Linked DNA regions of Pan troglodytes: region 2 is linked to region 1. The links are chromatin contacts, called in public Hi-C maps. All regions are on one chromosome and are shown on one strand. The core of a region is the stretch at or near the end of the contact, and the rest is flanking DNA. Distances in the headings are between cores, read along the strand shown.

The links. A called contact is a pair of places that touch in the nucleus more often than the background predicts.
Region 2: a Hi-C map of induced pluripotent stem cells shows a contact between it and region 1, with 2.8 times the contacts expected there. The contact joins two enhancer-like sites. A contact is called at or near these places in 2 of 7 Hi-C or Micro-C datasets (induced pluripotent stem cells and stem cell-derived neural progenitor cells).

Annotation. Positions count from the first base shown.
Region 1 is chr18:8,813,428-8,816,230 of NHGRI_mPanTro3-v2.0_pri, reverse strand. All of the region lies in intron 4 of RBFOX1 (RNA binding fox-1 homolog 1), which reads right to left. Among named protein-coding and RNA genes, the nearest start is that of RBFOX1, 930 kb to the right of the region's middle. Within about 2 kb of position 1,405, at least 2 of the 24 cell types and tissues checked have an H3K27ac peak or open chromatin away from gene starts, as enhancers often do. A contact at or near this core is called in induced pluripotent stem cells, where this site is marked.
Region 2 is chr18:9,289,336-9,292,138 of NHGRI_mPanTro3-v2.0_pri, reverse strand. All of the region lies in intron 5 of RBFOX1 (RNA binding fox-1 homolog 1), which reads right to left. Among named protein-coding and RNA genes, the nearest start is that of RBFOX1, 1.4 Mb to the right of the region's middle. Within about 2 kb of position 1,363, at least 1 of the 24 cell types and tissues checked has an H3K27ac peak or open chromatin away from gene starts, as enhancers often do. A contact at or near this core is called in induced pluripotent stem cells, where this site is marked.

The sequences.
Region 1 (2,803 bases), core at 156-2,655:
TTTGGTCTCCTGAAATTCCTATCTCACTATCATCAAAAGAGGCAGTACTGACTGTGTTAGATAAGATGGGCATCCAAAAATTTGTCAGTCCCCAAAACAAAGAGTAATAAAACCATTAAACAAAAAACAAAATGAAACAGTGGAAAAAATGTTAGAAGGTTGGAATAAGAGATAACAATAACAGCAGGAGCTACCGTTAGCACTTAAACAGCCAGTGGGTAGACCAGGTAAGTGCTCTCAGCTTAAAATCGAAGGCAAGCTGAAGCCAGGCTCGGAGAAAAAGTCCACAGAGAAAGTACAACTTGAGCTATACGTCAAAGGGTAGGTGCAATTTGGAAAGGTAAGAAAGATTATCAAAGAGCAACTTCGGCAAACTTGCGGAGACAAAAAGAACAAGGACTAAGGGCCCTGAACATCACGCATGCGTGTTTCGGCTATTCCCATCCAACACCCTTTGCCCTTCTTTTAGCAACACAATGCCACTATTCGTCAGCAAATACCCTCCCCTCTCATCATCTCGCCTTGACTCCCAAAACACAGGCAAGGCGGGGCACGGTGGTTTATGCCTGTAATCCCAGCACTTTGGGAGGCTGAGGCAGGCAGAACATGAGGTCAGGAGTTTGAGACCAGCCTAGCCAATATAGTGAAACCCTGACTCTATTAAAAATAAAAAAATTAGCTAGGTGTGGTGGTACAGGCCTGTAGTCCCAGCTACTTGGGAGGCTAAGGCAGAAGAATTGCTTGAACCTGGGAGGTGGAGGTTGCAGTGAGCTGAAATGGAGGCACTGCACTCCATTCTGGGCAACAGAGTGAGACTCTATCTCAAAAAAACAAAACAAAACAAAAACCCCACGGGGCTGGGCACATGACTGAGGCTCTTCAGAGTAACCCACTCCCACCAAAGAGGTAACTGGTGTGAAAGTGGGCTTATGATACAGACAGAGAGATGCCGTCCTTATTCAGGGACCGGCGTTATGCTGAGAGTAAGAGTCTCTCCTTTTCCTGAAAACAAAGGCAGTGATGAAGACAGAGGTTTGGAGTCTCAGGTCACCCCTGTCACCACACGAAGACTGTCTACCTGAGAATGAAACCAACATGGAAAAAGAAAACAGAGATAAGTGATGGAAGGAGGGAGAAGGAGAGAGAAATAGAGAGTCAGAGAGAAAGAGAGAGAGACCTTGATGACCTTATTTTCATTCCCCATCAACCCCGCCCCAAGGAATACAGCCACCTTAAGCTAGAAGAGCCCATGGAACCTTCGGTTAGTTGAGCCAGCCTATTCGCTGAATGATGTGTGCGAGCTTGGTCCCCGTCATTTGGACCCCAGAGAGTCCTTATGTGCATAGAGTCAACAAGTTCAGCAGGACAGCAGGCAGGGAAGGCATGTGAGGTGGAAGACATTTCAGCAATAGGTCTGGTGTCCTATTTCAAGGTCAGTGACTTCACTGAATTGCTAACTAAGATGCTTTCTACTTGGGGAACCAGAAGCCACCAAAACAGTCTTGATTATTTATATTTACCAATTTGAGTAGGAAGAGAAAAGACTACACTCTGAGAACTGCTGCCCTTTGCAGGAATAATTTCCACTCCACTGTATGTGTGCATGTGTGTGGTACAGGCACACACCTCACAGAAGAAACATTAAGCATCCCTTTCCCATCAGATCAAATCGTTGATGACAACATCCCAGCAATTCCAGTACCTAAGTTTGACGTCTCCCTCTTTTTCACGCATTGGCCCATTTTACCATTTGCCTCTCCTTTTCCCTACACCTTAAAAATCTCATTTACCTTCCACAGTTGAGTGATCAGACAGCTCAGATTTCTTGTAAATAACCCTTAGCAATCACTAACTCCTGAAGGAGCTGAACAAAAATGAGGAGAGCATTACGCTGTAGCCATAAAACATTTCATTTGCCCATGCATGTTGTGCATTTAGACGTTCACCTGCATATTTATCAGACAAAATTCAAACGAAGCAGGCAGAACTGTTTGCTACTCCAGCTACAACACCCTGACATTTTAGGAAGGTTGAAAAATCTCTAGTCTTAGCAGAGAAAATTCTAACTCAAAATGAATGTCCACCAGAGGGCAGACGTGTTATCTTTATTAGGTTTGGAACTCTCAATTTTGAACTCTTTTGAGTGAGACTTCTGCAAATAGCTCCTTCCAAGGTGCTGTTTTCTTTTTGGTTTTTATTGTCTTCAGTATAATGAACCCTGTAACTCATGCCACGTGGATAACAGGACTGCACAGTTGTTTCTTTATGGTTGTTTTGGCACTGGTAAGGGTAGTTCAGAAGATTAATATTTTCAACCAAAAATAAATATAAAAACAATAATGATAATGAGCTGTCATTTATTAAGCACTTACTGTATGTAAAGGCCTTCATTCATCATTTTACATTATCTTGTTCCGTCTTCAGGGTAATCTTGTCAGGTGGGTATTAATACTATTACCCTCATTTAAGAATTGCTGAAGCTGAGGCTTGGACATTTCATTAATTTATCTGAGATGACATAGCTAAGCTGTGAACGACAATACCATAATCACGCCTCAAAGAATCAGAATCCAAATGCTTAAGTTAAAGCAAAAGTGTTTTATATAATATTAAATATACATATAAATAACAATAATATGCCATTTCATATTGAGATCTATTGAACTGTATACTTTCCCCTCAAACTTCACTTATGATCCTTCAATGAAAAATTCAACTTCGTAGGGCTCTGTGATTTCTGACGTGGTATTTAGCATTATGCAGAAGTAAGCTTTTCAAGTACATTGACAGTCTTCTTGTAATG
Region 2 (2,803 bases), core at 114-2,613, 480 kb before region 1:
CTTTCAGCAGAATTCTTCAGAGTCTGTGTTCACTTAATCCTCCAACCGCAAAAACAAAACTAAACAAAACAAAACAAACAAACAAACAAAAACCAAGATTCAAATCAGTTCACTTGAATACATGAAGAATAGTATAAAATGTTTGCAGTGATAGATTTTATTCACTTCCTTTTCCATTCACAAATTAGCTCAGCACCTGCAATATCACATGTGGCCAGCAGATGGGAGCAAATAACTTTGCAAAAAATACCGAAAGCACCAAGTCCTATACAAGAGTATCCAATTCATCAGGTCCGTAAACTTTTTAAATTTCTCAATCTTTCTGTGCCTTCAAAATTTAAGTCTCAAATGACTGCATGTTTTAATTACTAAGCCCTAATTACTTACTAGGAATGTGATCATTTGAGGAGACATTTTATTAATATGTGTTTAAGAAGGTTCAGCGTGGCAGAGATGCTTCAGGGCAAAGAATATTCCGAAAAGTCTATGGTTTCAACCTAAATATGAAGATGACTCAGGATGTAAGAGCTATTTCACCTGAAATCATACAAACAGCAAACAACGCATGTAAACTAAGTAAAATCTCCACACAAATCACTTCAACCAAGGGAGTAAAGTTTACCTTAGTTGGGTAGGTTGCAGGGCAGAGCTGCTGACTATAAATATTTGGAGGAATTTTCAGGGGGCCTAGGGGATATTTTCTCTGACAGTAAATATCTTCTTAGGCAGGAAAAAGCTGTAAAGCCAGAACAACTACAAAACGATCCCCAACCAAACTATTATGCAAATAAAGATAGCAGGCTTTTCATCTTGACTTCTTTCTTTGAGTCCCCTACCTTTCTTTGGCACCCCTACCTCCTGTGAGTTATTTTGTTTTCTTCACCTTACTTTTTTTTTGGAGTGTGGTTATGAGAGGACAAGACGCTTCCATATCTCAAAATCTAGCCATGCAGACAAGCAGAGCTGGCGTGGGGTAAAAGGCCGGGTAACTCGAGGTTTGCTGGCTCAGCACAATTAAACATAGTACCGAGAAAGGCATCCCTGTTTCAGGTAGGAGTCTCCTGTCACCAGGTGAGCTCAAACCAAGGGTCTGTTTGCAAATAAGAGCTATGCATTGGCATCACAGCGGGAGTTTAATGAGAGCGCTTTTAATTAACTGTAAAAGTAATTACCCATATTAGATGTAAATCGCACTTGTTTTTACATGAGGTGAATAATTTTCGCTCAGCTTTTCAGAAGACTACTTCTCGAGATGTCAGCTGCAAACTCTCAGCAAGTTGGTGTGCTGAAAAATACAGCACCGAAGAGAAAGTACGAGCCTGGGAAGCCTGGGTTTGTCGCCTGCCTTCTGTCAGTCACCTGGCTTGGCGTCTCTTTTCACTTCTCTTAGACCCCAGCACCTAAAACATGCCCTCTCCATAGCTGCACCCTCAGACAGCACGCAAACTGTTTCAAGTATTTTCTTGTTCTAATTTGGTGGTCAGCCTTCTGGATGATCCCTGGCGCTTTCATTGACGGGTTCCTGTGAATAATTAACGCAGTCAAGAGAATGGAAAAAAGAGAAGAGGCTGGAAGAAGCCCTAACTGGGTCAGTGGTGTGTGTGTTCCCCAGGTGAGCTAAAGTGGGTAATCTCCAAAGAAGGAAACAGGTTAGCGAGGAGGGAGCAAGTTCCAGAGCAACAAGGCCAGGCCTGAAAGTCTCAGGGCAGAACCTTTTTTTTTTTTTTTTTTTTTTTTTTTTTTTGAGACGGAGTCCTGCTCTGTCACCCAGGCTGAACTGCAGTGGTGCCATCTCAGCTCACTGCAACCTCCGCCTCCCAGGTTCAAGTGATTCTCCCGTCTCAGCCTCTTGAGTAGCTGGGATTACAGGCACCCACCATCACACCCAGCTAACTTTTGTATTTCTAGTAGAGACGGGGTTTCACTTTGTTGCCTGGTCTTGTCTTAAACTCCTGGGCTCAAGCGATCTGCCCGCCTCGGCCTCCCAAAGTGCTGGGATTACAGGTGTGGGCCACCGTGCCCGGCGTCAGGGCAAAAATTCTGATGACGATGAGTGTCTGCATCACCAGCACCAAAACAAAACAGCAATGCTCCCTTGGATTTATAAATAGCACCAGAAAATGACAGAGGGCAGCATTGGGAGGGAGTGAAGGTGAACGCCTTCGTTGGAGAACTGTGTTACAATGCTGTCCTCTGGGTCCTTGAAATTCCTCTGACATCAACAGGAATGTGAGGGCTGGGGGAGCCCTGAACCTCTGATTTGAACCTCGGTGAAGCGTAAACAGCCAAGATGCAGTTTGCAAATACAAGATTACCGGGTAATTATTTACACTTTGATAGGCACCTTCATTAAAGGTTTTGAGGATGCAATTATCAAATTGAGGTTTAGCGCACTCCATTTAAGCAACTGAAGTGAAGATCGGGAAAGTGGGATGCAGAACGGTGAGTTTACGCCCATCAAGTCAAACAGCAACTTACTTGCCAATTAGGTTCCTTCTAAAAAGAAAGCAGGCCTTCCATTTGAGTACCATGGCTGCCACAGTCATTATTTTCATCTGTGGAGCCTACCTGGGGTTTCTGGTGCTGTTCTGATGTTCATGTTGCTTGTTTTGGGTCTTGGCCTTAACCCTAAGATGGGGCTAGAGCAAGACAGGCACTAGTTAGAGAGGCCCAGAGAACGTATTCTGGTTCAAGGCCAACTGAAGGAAAACCAGAAATGGAACTTGTATCCTTCAGAAGGAGTTTTTTTATTCCTTTCTAGAGGGTCACAAGTATTTGCCCAGTGTTTCCTATATGTCATATA